Linked DNA regions of Mus musculus: region 2 is linked to region 1. A link is a contact called in public promoter capture Hi-C data. All regions are on one chromosome and are shown on one strand. Each heading gives the region's core, a stretch centred on a gene start, on an enhancer-like site or on the middle of the called end of the contact. The rest is flanking DNA. Distances are from core to core; before and after follow the strand shown.

Region 1 (6,003 bases), core at 1,044-3,543:
CCTGTTCAGGAGCAGAGGTTGTCTCCTGGAGAAAAGGCCATTTTTTACACCATGTGTGTGTGTCTGTGTGTGTGTCTGTGTGTGTGTGTGTGTGTGTGTGTGTGTGTGTGTGTGTGTGTGTGCAGGAGCATTACTTCACAGACTGACGGGGTCCTAAATGGACCAAGCAGTTGTCACCACAGTTATCTTGGAAGTCGTTTCTGATGTAAGGAGTTCTTGTCTGTCCCCTAGGTACCCCACTGAGGCTGTCCTTTGGCTCTGCCACCATTTGTAGGAATCGAAATCAAATCTCTCAGCCTCAGACATCCAACCTCCAGGACCGAGAGAAGTGAACGTGCTCTGTATAAATGATGCGGCCTTGGATGCACCTGAACACATGGTGTTTTGTTTGACCCTCCAAGGAGGCTTTGGGCTAAGAACCATCTTTGTACATCAGCACACCACAACCCAGAGAGCTTACAGAGCATGGCCCAAGTTCACAGCGAGGAGTCACTGGGCTGGTACAGATACCAGAAGCCCCTGTTCAGGGTCTTTCAATCTTCTGCAGCTGCACCCTCATAGCCAATCACAAGAGAGAGGCGGGGCTTCAGCTAGGTCATTGACAGGCAGGGAAAATCTTGCTTCTCTTACCTGCTGTCCTAGAATGTGATCTGTCTTGCATTAGACCCAAGCACCAAGCCATTTGCCAGCTCTAAATCCACGACAATCTGGGTGTCCTTAACGTCACTGCCTATGGGCACTCCTCATGTGTTCACCAACAGGAGAGTATGTACACGCACGCACTCACACATGCACACACAGGGACACGCACAGGCACACGCACACGCATGCATGCTGCAGTGCAGAAACACCTGCTCTGCTGGCTGTGGACACTCAGCCACCCCTTCTTAGCTGCCAGCAGAGAAATGTATGGGCAAGCAACCAGGAAAAAAGAGAGAAGGAGACAGGAGGGTCTCCTCCACCCTACCGAAGCACCAAATCCAGGGAGTCAGGGCAGTGATGGGCGCTGCCCTCGGGTTCCCAGGAGCAGGTAGATAGATGGGTGAGGATAATTCAGCACCATGGAGCAGTTGAAGGCTGGCCCCAGACTTTCTGCTGTTTAGCTGCAGGATCTGGGGCAAGCACTGTCATCTTCCATATAAATTGATCTTAAACTAGGGCCTGGATGACAATCTACCCTCAGGCTCGGTAAAACTACCAAGCAATGTAAGGACTGGAAATCGGTGACCACAGGAGGGGCTGGGGCATGGCTCAGTGGTAGGACTCTTGCCTAGCGTGACACAGCCCCAAGCACTAAAACTAAAGGCATGACTTGGGATGGGACCCAGGACAAGCTAGAGCCTCTCTGGGCCTCAGATTCATCCTCTGTAAGTGGGGTTGAAACAGTGCCAGATTCCTGCGTGTGAAATGAGGTGGCCTTGTGTATGTAAGGTTTTCTGTGAGGGTGGGTGACACACAGCAAGAACTCCTGTAGGCCACCACTCTCCTAGGAGCTCAGCCGGCTCCTAGTGGGTCACCTCCTCCAGGAAGACCTCCACAATATTGCTTGGGGTGAAATTTTCCCCCGTGGGGACCTTCACCACTGAGTCTGCTCCTCCAAACCACAGATGGCATGATGACAGCCTCCAAAGGGTTTGGGACTGAGAAGCCAGGACAAATCAATAAGGAACACTGTGCAGGCCTGGTTGGATGGGGGGGGGGGGGGGCTCCATGGCCAACCTCTTAAGTTTGGAAGGTTGTGGGGGATTTTTTGGAGCTGATGAGTGTTCTAGGGAGAAGGTGTGCCATTGCAAAGACAGGAAGAAAGCAAAGATGGGCCAGAGTGTAACCAACCCAGCTTGGAGAGGAGAAGGGTGGGGGGAGGGGTGGGAGACGATGTGCTTGGCCTTAAATGCTGGGCAGATGTGGATGGGAATGTTAGAAGGGGCTTGGAGAGTGGGGTGCTGGAGAGTCAGGAGAAAGTGGGGGTTCAGTGGGCATGACAGTGCGAGACAGGAGAGCGGCGGCTGGACAATGGGAGGCTTCCAGGCCCTGGGAAGCGATGAGTAACTGAGCTATCACCCACCACTTTATCCAAATAAGGCCCCTCCTTCTCCCCATCTTCTCGACTGCACAGAGACCCGGGAGGCAGTTTGTAAGTGTGTGGTGAAAAGAAGCAACCCGCATGGATGGACGGCCGCGTGCCCACGGGGTCCGTACTTGCCCCTGGCCTGGGGTTGCCGCGTGCCCACGGGGTCCGTACTTGCCCCTGGCCTGGGGTTGCCGCGTGCCCACGGGGTCCGTACTTGCCCCTGGCCTGGGGTTGCCGGCTCTAGAATGTGCTTCTCATTTCTCTTCTCCACCCTCCCGGGACATCTGTTTGACATTTGCCTCTTGTGGCTGCGGAGGAGCCGGTGCTGGGAAGGCTCCTTTTGAACATCTTCGCCTTGAAGTAAGGGGCACAAATGTTCGGGGAGAGGCTGGCAGCGGCCGGCTCAGTCCGCACCGCGCGCGCGCGCGCGTGTGTGTGTGTGTGTGTGTGTGTGTGTGTGTGTGTGTGTGTACAGCTGATGAGTGTGTGTGGGTACAAGCCAGAGGTTAGCACAGAGTATCTTCCTTGGTTATTCTCCACCTTACCTTTTGAGTAGCGCACTAGACCGGAAGCTCGCCGTTGTCTAAGCAAGCCTCCAGGATCCACCTGCATCTTCCTCTTCAGAGCTGGGGGGGGGGGGGGGGGTACAGGAGCTGCTTTTACATCAGTGCTAGGAATCATCTTCACACTTTACAGACTGAGCCGGATCCCATGCCCACTCTCCACCAAAGTAGAATGGCTTTCTCTCTGATTTCAAAGTTGGTGCCAGCTGCGGAACGAACAGTCAACACCCCACACACATACTTCAAGGCAAAGTGGGCAGCCGAAGATATTGACCGTGTGGTTATCCCATGCAGATATGCACTGTAAACTCTTTGATGTGAGGCTCAGACTTTACCCAGGCATGTGAGGGATACACAAACAGGTGTGTGAAATAATACAAATGCCTAAAACCGAGCACAAGCTTCTGCAACCCTTGACGTGCCTGCAGTTTTATATAAATACAGATATGAGCCCAGACTACCATGCGGGACACCTGACATAGGCCTACCCAGTTTTCTGCAGTGGACATGACCTGTTTTCCTGGGGTGGGAAGAGGCTTTTGTTGAACTTGCCCGCTATCAGCAGGGGGTGTTTGTCACTCTTTACTACTTTATACAAGGGAGTCTGAGGCTTCTTCAGCCATCTTTGATTTTCTCAAATAACACTCCAAGATCTGTTCTCCCGAGAGCCATTGCTGGGTCCAAAGCAACGATTTTATTGGTCACCGTCACCACGCAGATACAGAGGAATCGACTGGGGCCACCAGCTGTGGAAGCCCCCACTCTTAGCTCTTACTCTTTGACTACAAACCTCTGCAGGACCTACGCAGGAAACCGCTCTTCCAGGAAGAGAATTGGTATGAGCCACGCCCACCAGCACCTGCGCAGGAGAGAAAGGAGCGCCCCCTGCTGGCAGAGGCTGCCGAAGTAACAAGGGCTTGTGTTTACTGGGCACAGCATCTTCGTTCACCTTTCCCATCTCCCAGACTTGGTTTCCCCGTCTGTCAAATAAAAAGGAGGACCCCTTTAGCCCTCCATCCATCACGAGGACAAATTCTACTAAGGATTAGCAGGCTTTTCTTCCCAAACGTGAATGTTCGGGTTCCAGGCCCTGCCAGGAAGATACCCCCAGCCCCTCCAGAAGCAATCTTCTCTCCTGGCTTGCCTTCCCCTCCCGCTATGCTCATTCACTGAAGTCCTTTTTACCGAATTATAAGTCAGCATTATTTTTGGATGGGGTTTATAAAAGGCCTGCAGATGCGCTAACCTGAACTTCCCAGATGTGTTGGCAAATTTGGGAGCTTGGGGTGATAATGAAAAATCCTTTGCGAAAGCTTTTTAAAAGATGAGCTCACCGCTGGGCTCACAGCTGCCTCCTGATGAGGGTACACCCAGAGCAGGTCCCTCTTTTGAATGACGGTCCCAGGAAAACCAGAAAGGGTGTGTGTCCAAACTCCCCTTAATAAAGAGGAGTAGGGTTCATTCTTTGATTCAAAGGAAAATCCCCTCCAGTGTTTATCTGTCTGGGGCAGGATCAGGTGACCCTGTGTGTTCTCCCAATCCTGCCACCATCAGGGTGATCTTAGGCAGGTAAACACAGCCCCTGGGGTTACCCTCCTCCTGAGGGCTGGATTCCTGTCACTGCCAAATGGCTGGGTTCATGCTGCCCCAGGTCCAGGTCCCTCCAACCAGGATCCTATAACCTTGAAGAAGTGGGTAGACAAGATCACTGCCTCCTCATTCCGGAACCCCTCTAAGGACCAGCTGGGGGCTGCCCTCCTCAGGGATGGGCTCTGTGATATGCAAGGTAGACATAACTGAGATAATGCATGACAATAGCTGCTCTGAGTACCTGCCCTATGCCTGCACCAAGCCCAAGGTTGGCATTGGCCATGGGGGTAAAGACAGGAAAGACACATGAATACCACCCGATTCTACTGAGCCTCCCCCTCCCAACCCTCCCCCCCACCCCTGCCCCACAGGACTAGCCATCTTCCTAAGTCTGTGGGCTTGAGTCACAGAAATGGGTTTGGAACACGTACAACCCTGCCTGTGTCCACATCTGTTCATCTGCTAACAAGGAGGAACCCAGCATTCAGAAAGGTCTCAAGATCCCTCAGAAAGTGAGGGATAGAGTCATCCCAAATCCATGTCCCTCTACATCCCATGTCCTAGAGGGATACTGTGTGTGTCTGTGTGTGTGTGTGTGTGTGTGTGTGTGTGTGTGTGTGTCTTTGTGTGTGTCTGTGTGTCTATGTCTCTGTGTGTCTCTGAGTGCCTGTGTCTTATATCTATGTGTGTATGTGTTCAAGTGTGTTTGTGTGTGTGTCTGTGTCTTTGTGTGCCTGTGTCTATATGCGTCCATGGGTATCTGTGTGTGTGTGTGTGTGTGTCTGTGTGTCTGTGTGTGTCTGTGTGTGTCAGTGTGTGTCTGCATCTGTATGCATCTGTGTGTGTGACTATTGAGGGACTACTTTTGTTAATAATAGTTCCTGAGACTTGTTCCTGTGGGGTAGTACACACTTGTAATCCCAGCACTCAGAGGCTGAAACAACAGGATCATAAGTTCAAGACCAGCCTGGGTTACAACATGAGTTCAGGGAATCTGAGTTAAGCAGCCATACTTTTTCTCAGAAACAAAGACAAATAACATAAAACAAGGACTGGGGGTACTTAGCTCAGTGGTACAGTGCTTGCCTCGAATATCCAAGGTCCTGGATTCCATCCCAGCATGCCCTGTCTCCTGGGGGAGGAAAAGATCTACCACTCCTGGAAAGAAGAACAGCTCAAAGAAAGGAGAAGAGTTCTGGTGGGTCCACTGCCCCCACTTCCCAGGAAGAGCTACCACCATTCTTCTCTGGCAAAGGCAACTGTGGCTAATTTTAAGGTTTCCTAACCCCAGCCCCTCCCAGCTCCCCGCTCTCATTTAAAAGGACAAGCACCCGGAGCCAAGCCCACTTAGCCCAGCAGCTGGCAGATGCCCTTAGTCTTGGGCTTGCCAGCGGCCCATGACTGCATTCTATTTCACATCTCGGGCATGACGGGGCCCAGAGACTAACCAGCACCCACAGGGTGGGGCTGTTCAAGACAGCAGCCCTGTTATGAAATAGGGCGCCTCTCTCGGAGCCCAGCTCTGCATCCTGTCAAGACGACGTGTGTCTTTCCTTTCCTTCCTCGGGAAGGTGAAATATAAGCCTGGAACAACACTGGATCCCTGTTCCCTCCTGGACAAAAGTCAAAACTGGAATCTGATAAATCTGAAATCGACGCTCATTTCTAATTGGACGTCACGGGGCTGGACGAGGTGCCAGGGCCGGTGGCATTTCACGTCGTATGTTATTGTTGGTGCCGACAGAAGACATGAATCTTTCGGAACATTCAAGAAGAAAT
Region 2 (6,003 bases), core at 1,339-3,838, 420 kb after region 1:
AATATCTGGGCCTCTGACATCCACCAGCTGGCTCAGCAGATGCTCTGAGAATAATGTAGAATGCTTTCCGGACTTGAACTTTTGGCTGAGACCTTCTCAATACCACAGGAACAAAAAAGAGAATATCTCTTTTCCTAGTCCAGACAGAGAAACAGAGAAATAGAAGACAAGATCCCTGGCCTGAACTCCATTCTTGCTTTATCTCAGCCACACCAGGCAAATCAGACAAGTCCCACTCAACAACTGCACAGAACTAATGTTCACCCCCCCCCCAAGACACAGCTGACTTTGCCCAAGCTGTGAACAACCCAAAGGTCCTTCCTCAGATGAATAGAGAATAGAATGGTGGTATATCCATTCAGTGGAATAGTACTCAGCAGTTAAAAGGAACTATAGCTATAGTAAAGACTGTGTGGATGAATCTAACATCAAATTGATCAAAAAGGGCCACATCAAGAGAACACGTTGAACTGCACCATTCAACTGTAACGGGGTCCAGAGACAAATTGAACCTACATGAACTAAAAACAAAGATGAGGATAAGGATCAGGCTCAGAATAAAGGTTGCCTTGGTGATGGGCGGGTGAGGTTACTGACTGGGAAGGAAGGTGAGGGATCTGGGAATCTTTATGTAGGTAGCAATTACCTGAGGTGTACCCACAACTAAAAGCATGCTAAGCTTACGCTTAAAATCAGTCTATGTCATACATGTAATACATATGTAATACATATGACATTTGAGATACATGATTTGAAGTTGGCCTCTTACTAACAGAATCCATTGCTGTTCAAATTATAACTGATATTTTGCCTGAAAGTGTGGTCACCTCAAAGCGAGGAGCTGAGACACCCCTCTAGCCCTTCAAGAACTGTCGCAAATCATGCTGTGTAGTCCCATCTCTCTGCCTCACTTCGCCGCCTGTTCCTTTACAATAATTGAGCTCTACCAAGGGACCTGATCCTACAAGAATAATTGTCTGTGGCAGATAGTATGTGCTCATTAAAATGCCTAGTGATTGCCTAAGGTACATGAGACACACCAGATCTGACAGCCCCAACCAGATACCATCTCAGCAATGGTATGCTGCCCACCCCAAACCAAACCCAAGCTCTCTCCATCACTGCAGCTCTGAGCCTCCTCCTTTGACACAAATCACAGTAGCTGTACAGTAGCAGAATCCAGAGCTGCCAGTGCAGTGCCCACTCCCTGAGCCGCCCGCTGGCTCCTTTTCAGGTCACCTCTGCAGACCTGCACTGTCCTTGCCAAACCTCAGTTGGAGAGGGCCACGTGAGCTCCCAGAAAACATTCTCTCAGGTGTAATGTTTAATCTAGACTCTTCCCCCCCACCCCCCGCAGGGGCTCCCTGCCCTGCTGGCAAAAGGGACACCCACAATCCTCCTGCCCCACCTCTGTCCAGACCTTCCAGTTGGATCCTGGCGAATTCAACCTTGGACTCTTCTTCAGCCCCGAGTCAGTAGGGGAAGTGGCTTAACCCAGCCTCACCTGTGCATGGGGCCAGGTGGGTGAGGAGGCCGGAAGTGGATTTATGTCCAATTCTGCAAAGCTCCCATAGGAGAGAGGGGGCTCGAAACACACTCCACCCACAGGGCTTGAGAGCAATGCCTTTTGCGAGTGGGAGGGGTGGGTCTCTTTTCCTTAAGAGCGCTCTCTCTCTCTCTCTCTCTCTCTCTCTCTCTCTCTCTCTCTCTCTCTGTGTGTGTGTGTGTGTGTGTGTGTGTGTGTGTGTGTTTGCTAAGTTTCCACACCCAATACTTTCTTTTGGAAGATACTTCATAGTCATAGGTGGCAGAACCACAGAGCCCAAGTCTGACACACGGGCCACCAGGAGTTTCTCTTTCATCTTGTCAACCGCCTCAGGCAAGGGGGTTTAGTTCCAGCCCCTCCCTAGTCTGTGGGGCTGGGTAGAGAAGGTCTTCTGAACCTCACTCAGTTCACTGGAGTCCTCAGCGTGCCCCCATCATCCAGAGCCTCTCGGGACTGACGCTGTGCCCCACTCCAGGTCCCCAGCCCCATAGCTACTTCGGAAGAGCTTTAAGTCTGGCTTGTGCGCACACAGCACACAGTGGCACTTTCTCCTGGCCCTGACCCGGGCCACCGCCCCCCAAGACTCCACGTACAAACTTCTCTAAACTACCGGAGGCGGTAGGAGGGGGGTGATGGTCCCCTGCTGGGAATGGGGTGCACACACGCGCGTGCCCACACGCACACGCGTGCACACACACGCCCACGCACCGCCCCACCCCCTGAGCTCTGCAAACCCGGCGCAGGCCAGCCACACCGGCTCCGGGGCGCACGGGGGGAACCAGCCGGGCCCACGCTTGGTGGATACGGGCCCTCCGGGGAGGCCGGGGCCGCGGTACCTTGCAGGTTTTGCACACGGATGTCGCTGATCTGCCCGATGAGCTCCTCGCGCTGGAACCAGTCCCACTCCTGAGCAGCCATGGAGCGCGCGCGGCGGGCCGGGGCGGCGGGCGGCGGGCGGCGGGCAGCGGGCAGCGAGAGGTGGGCGGCTAGCGCGGGGCTGGTGGGCGGGCGAAGGGCCGGCCCCGCCGCGGGCGGACGGGCTGGCGGGCGGGCGCGGGCGGCGGAGCGGGGCGCCCGGCGCGCGCTCACTGCCCGGCGGGGGCGGGGGCCCCGGGCGGGAGGGAAGAGGGCGGGGCGGGGCGGGAGGAGCCGGCCTCAGGACAGTCCTTTTTTTTTTTTTTTCCTTTTTTTTCCTCCCCCACCCGCAGGGTGGGTGTTGGTTGGATTGTTTGGTCGCAAACGCACAATGATGAGGCACAGGGGGGTCGCAGCCCATAGATTGTGATGTCTTGAGGGGGTGGGCCTGGTGACGCAAGCCAGGGTGCCCCTAGCGCTGGTCCAGGATGTCTGCCCCTTCCCTATCCTGTCCCTTCTAGTCGCAGTAGGAACTCCTCCTATGCCTGGATCATCTCCCTGCTAAAGGCAGCTAAACCCTGTCCATCTCTGATCCCAGGACCATGGAAAGTGAGTGATGGGCTAAGTGATGTGGAGATGGAGTTTCCTATAGAGCAGGAGTTGGGGGCAGCGGGAGTGGGAGGGGGGATCCTTTCTTGGTTTAAGAGTAAAGGCCACTTCCGGTTCTCTCCAGCTGTTGGGAGAAACAGCTCTCCTCCCAGAAATGGGTTCCTTTGGGGTCTTGGCCACAAGAAATCTGGTGCTTTATCGAAACCCCAAGGACAGGCTGGGCAATGGCTCAGGTGGTTCCCTGCTTGCCTCGCACGCAGGAAGCCTTGGGTTTGATCCCATGCGCAACATAAACGGGGTCTTTGCATAATCTGTGGTCCTAGCACTCTGGAGATGGAGACAGCAGGAGAAGTTCAAGGTCATTCACAGCCACCTGGATGAGTTTAAGGTCATCCTGGGATACCTGAGACAGAACAGGCCTTTGTGGTTCCCACTCTGGGCCCCTGTGTCTTTTAACCTGAGAATTCTGGAGCTTATCTTGTTTGGGGCTCCACAGGGCCTGTGTACTTGCAGCCAACTCCTTTATCGGTTAGCCAACAGAAAATCTGGGAGTTTGTCTAAAGTGAGGAATGACTTAGGGGTACACAAGTCCCAGTGTCTTGCTCTCTGTTCAGATCCTACCTACAAGAAAACCAAGTATGCCATTGGTAGGATGAATGCCCAGAGGGAGAAAGTGCGCAGAGCTCTCTGAGTATGGAGACTCACCGAGGCCTGCTGACCATTGCCATGTCTGTGGAAAGCCCAGCAATGAGCAAGCAAAGATGAAGGCCACAGACATGTCTCCTGGGAGAAGCGGGCCCTGGGGGGGGGGGGGGCAATGAGAAGACCCTTAAGTCATTTGTGTTTAACCCAATAACCAGCTGAGATGACAATCCCAGATCAAAGTGATCTTCAGAAAGGGGGACATTGTCAGCTGAGGGCAAGGAGCCAGGGTGGAGGTAACATCAGCAAGGGTCCCATAAAGCCTGACCCTGAAGCTGAGACTAAAGGAAGGGAGAGGCCCACCTCCCCAACCCCCCAGAATCCAACCCCCAGGACCAGGCATCCACCCAGCAGAGTAGATCATGATCTCAGTGCAGATCATGGGTGTCTGAGGCTCTCACTAGACCACTCTGTCCCTGCCTGGATTCAAGGTTACGCTATAGAGCCAGGTCCAGTTAACATGCATGGTCTCACCTCTCCTCCACAAGGCATCCCACTTGAATTCGATTTCTATCTTTGCTGTGGGTTGAAAATCATTTCCTTCACAAAGCCAAGTGCTAAGAAAGTCAGCTTCGTTGTCTCCATTGTGAGATGGCCAATAGAGAACTTGACTCAAAACAGTATGTGGTTGAAAAATGATCAGAAAGGACGGGCTATCTGTGATGCCTATTCTTGGGAATGACGGGGAAGGAGGCCTGAGTCACTGCTGATTAAACACCAACTGTAAACCTGATGTTTCTTTGAATCAAAATGGAAGGAATTTTAGGTGGTTTTCCAAATGGCCTGGGAGCCAGAACTCACTGTGAAGCTGAGCCCTAACAGCACCTGGATTGTCACTGAATGAATAGGATCTCCTACAGGACCTCTAAGGGCGTTGGGAGCACACCTGGTCTCTCTCATTGGTCCTTGGGCTTATACCCTCACCTGTCAATTATAGTACTCCACTTCGATCTATCGCTACAAGTTGCTGCAGGTCCTGGCTATCACCAGGGCTTGTGGTCTGGTGCGCTCTGTCCCTCTTGGATTCATGTTTGGAAGCCTGCCCAGCCAGCATGGTGATTTCAAGAGGCTATGAGACCCTAAGAGGTGTGGCCTCCTGAGGGGTCTTAGGTCTCAGAAGGAATTAAAGTTGTTGTCGTGGGACCCCAGCTGTTGTCACAAGACCAAGTTACCACAGAACAAGTAAGCTGGGGTATCAGAGGGTTGTAGTAGCACTTACCTGCTATGCACAAGGTCCTAGATTCCAAACCCAGCACCACCAAGGGTGATCCCTCCAGCTCCCTTGCTTCCTGGTTTGTGGGCAGTCTCTCCCTGTCACTCAATCCCACCATGATGTCACCACTGCAGTGAGAGATTGCCAGGAGCCTCATCGTGACCGTGGCTATGCCACATGCACTTTAAGCCCTTTCAAAATGGAACAAAACTCCCATTTGTTAGTCACAGAAACAGAACATGGACCGATAAACATGTCACCTCCAGGCCTTTACCTAACTCGTCCCCTGTGACACAATCCCCGGCTCCTCCCTTTCTCAGCTTATGCCTCCTGAATCCCACTCACCTCAAGAGCACCTTCTCCATCACCCTGGCCTGCTGGGTGACTGACTGGTGCCAACCTGGCGCTATTTGGTATACCCTCCTAAACCCTGCTGGCCCATGTCTACACAGCATGAGCATAACATTTCCTTAATGGCTTTTCCTCAATCACCCATGAGGTCCTAAAGAACACAGCCGAGTCTTAGCCATTTTCTCCACTTGACCCTGAAGCACGGTGCCTGGCACAGAGGAAGGTCTCAAGTACCACACACATGAATGGCCCTTATTGTAAGCTTGGAAAGCAGAGGATTGCTGTGACCAACAGCTGGCCTTCATGACCGGGTCCAAGCAAGCTTCTGAGAAGGCAATCAAGACATGTTTGCTTAGCTCTCATGGCAAAGCACACCCCGTGGAGAAACAGGCACCAGTGCCAAGAGAGGACTACCCCTTCCTCAGGCACGTCCAGCCTTCTGGAGGGTGTGGACTTTGGGGGGAAAACTGGGCATTTGGCCTCTCGCATGATTGAACATCTCTCTCTCTCTCTCTCTCTCTCTCTCTCTCTCTCTCTCTCTCTCTCTCTCTCTCAGACATTTTTGGGAAAGGAAAAGTACTCTGCCTACAGGCTTGGCTTCCTGGAAGTTCCCAGCAACTGATTTTTCTAGATGTTTCCCAGTTCTTCCAGAATCTTGGTCATTGTGTAAAACTGACTTTCTCCTGAAGGGAAAGACTTGGGAGGATTGCAGAGACCTACCTGGCCC

The links. Promoter capture Hi-C pulls out the DNA fragments that hold promoters and counts their contacts.
Region 2: a promoter capture Hi-C map of cranial neural crest shows a contact between it and region 1. The contact joins the promoter of Clmn here to the enhancer-like site in region 1. A contact is called at or near these places in 13 of 39 promoter capture datasets (the 3T3-L1 cell line, cranial neural crest, embryonic stem cells and 5 more), 4 of 115 datasets of contacts at active chromatin or transcription factors (craniofacial prominence, embryonic limb bud, forebrain and 1 more) and 1 of 9 other capture datasets (embryonic stem cells).

The regions. Positions count from the first base shown.
Region 1 is chr12:104,444,843-104,450,845 of GRCm38.p6, forward strand. No RefSeq gene overlaps it. Among named protein-coding and RNA genes, the nearest start is that of Gm40562, 14 kb to the left of the region's middle. Within about 2 kb of position 2,294, at least 5 of the 459 cell types and tissues checked have an H3K27ac peak or open chromatin away from gene starts, as enhancers often do.
Region 2 is chr12:104,862,488-104,868,490 of GRCm38.p6, forward strand. Clmn (calmin) reads right to left here and starts at 2,589. Exons shown (of 14, transcript NM_053155.2): 1 at 2,383-2,589. The coding sequence starts at 2,464.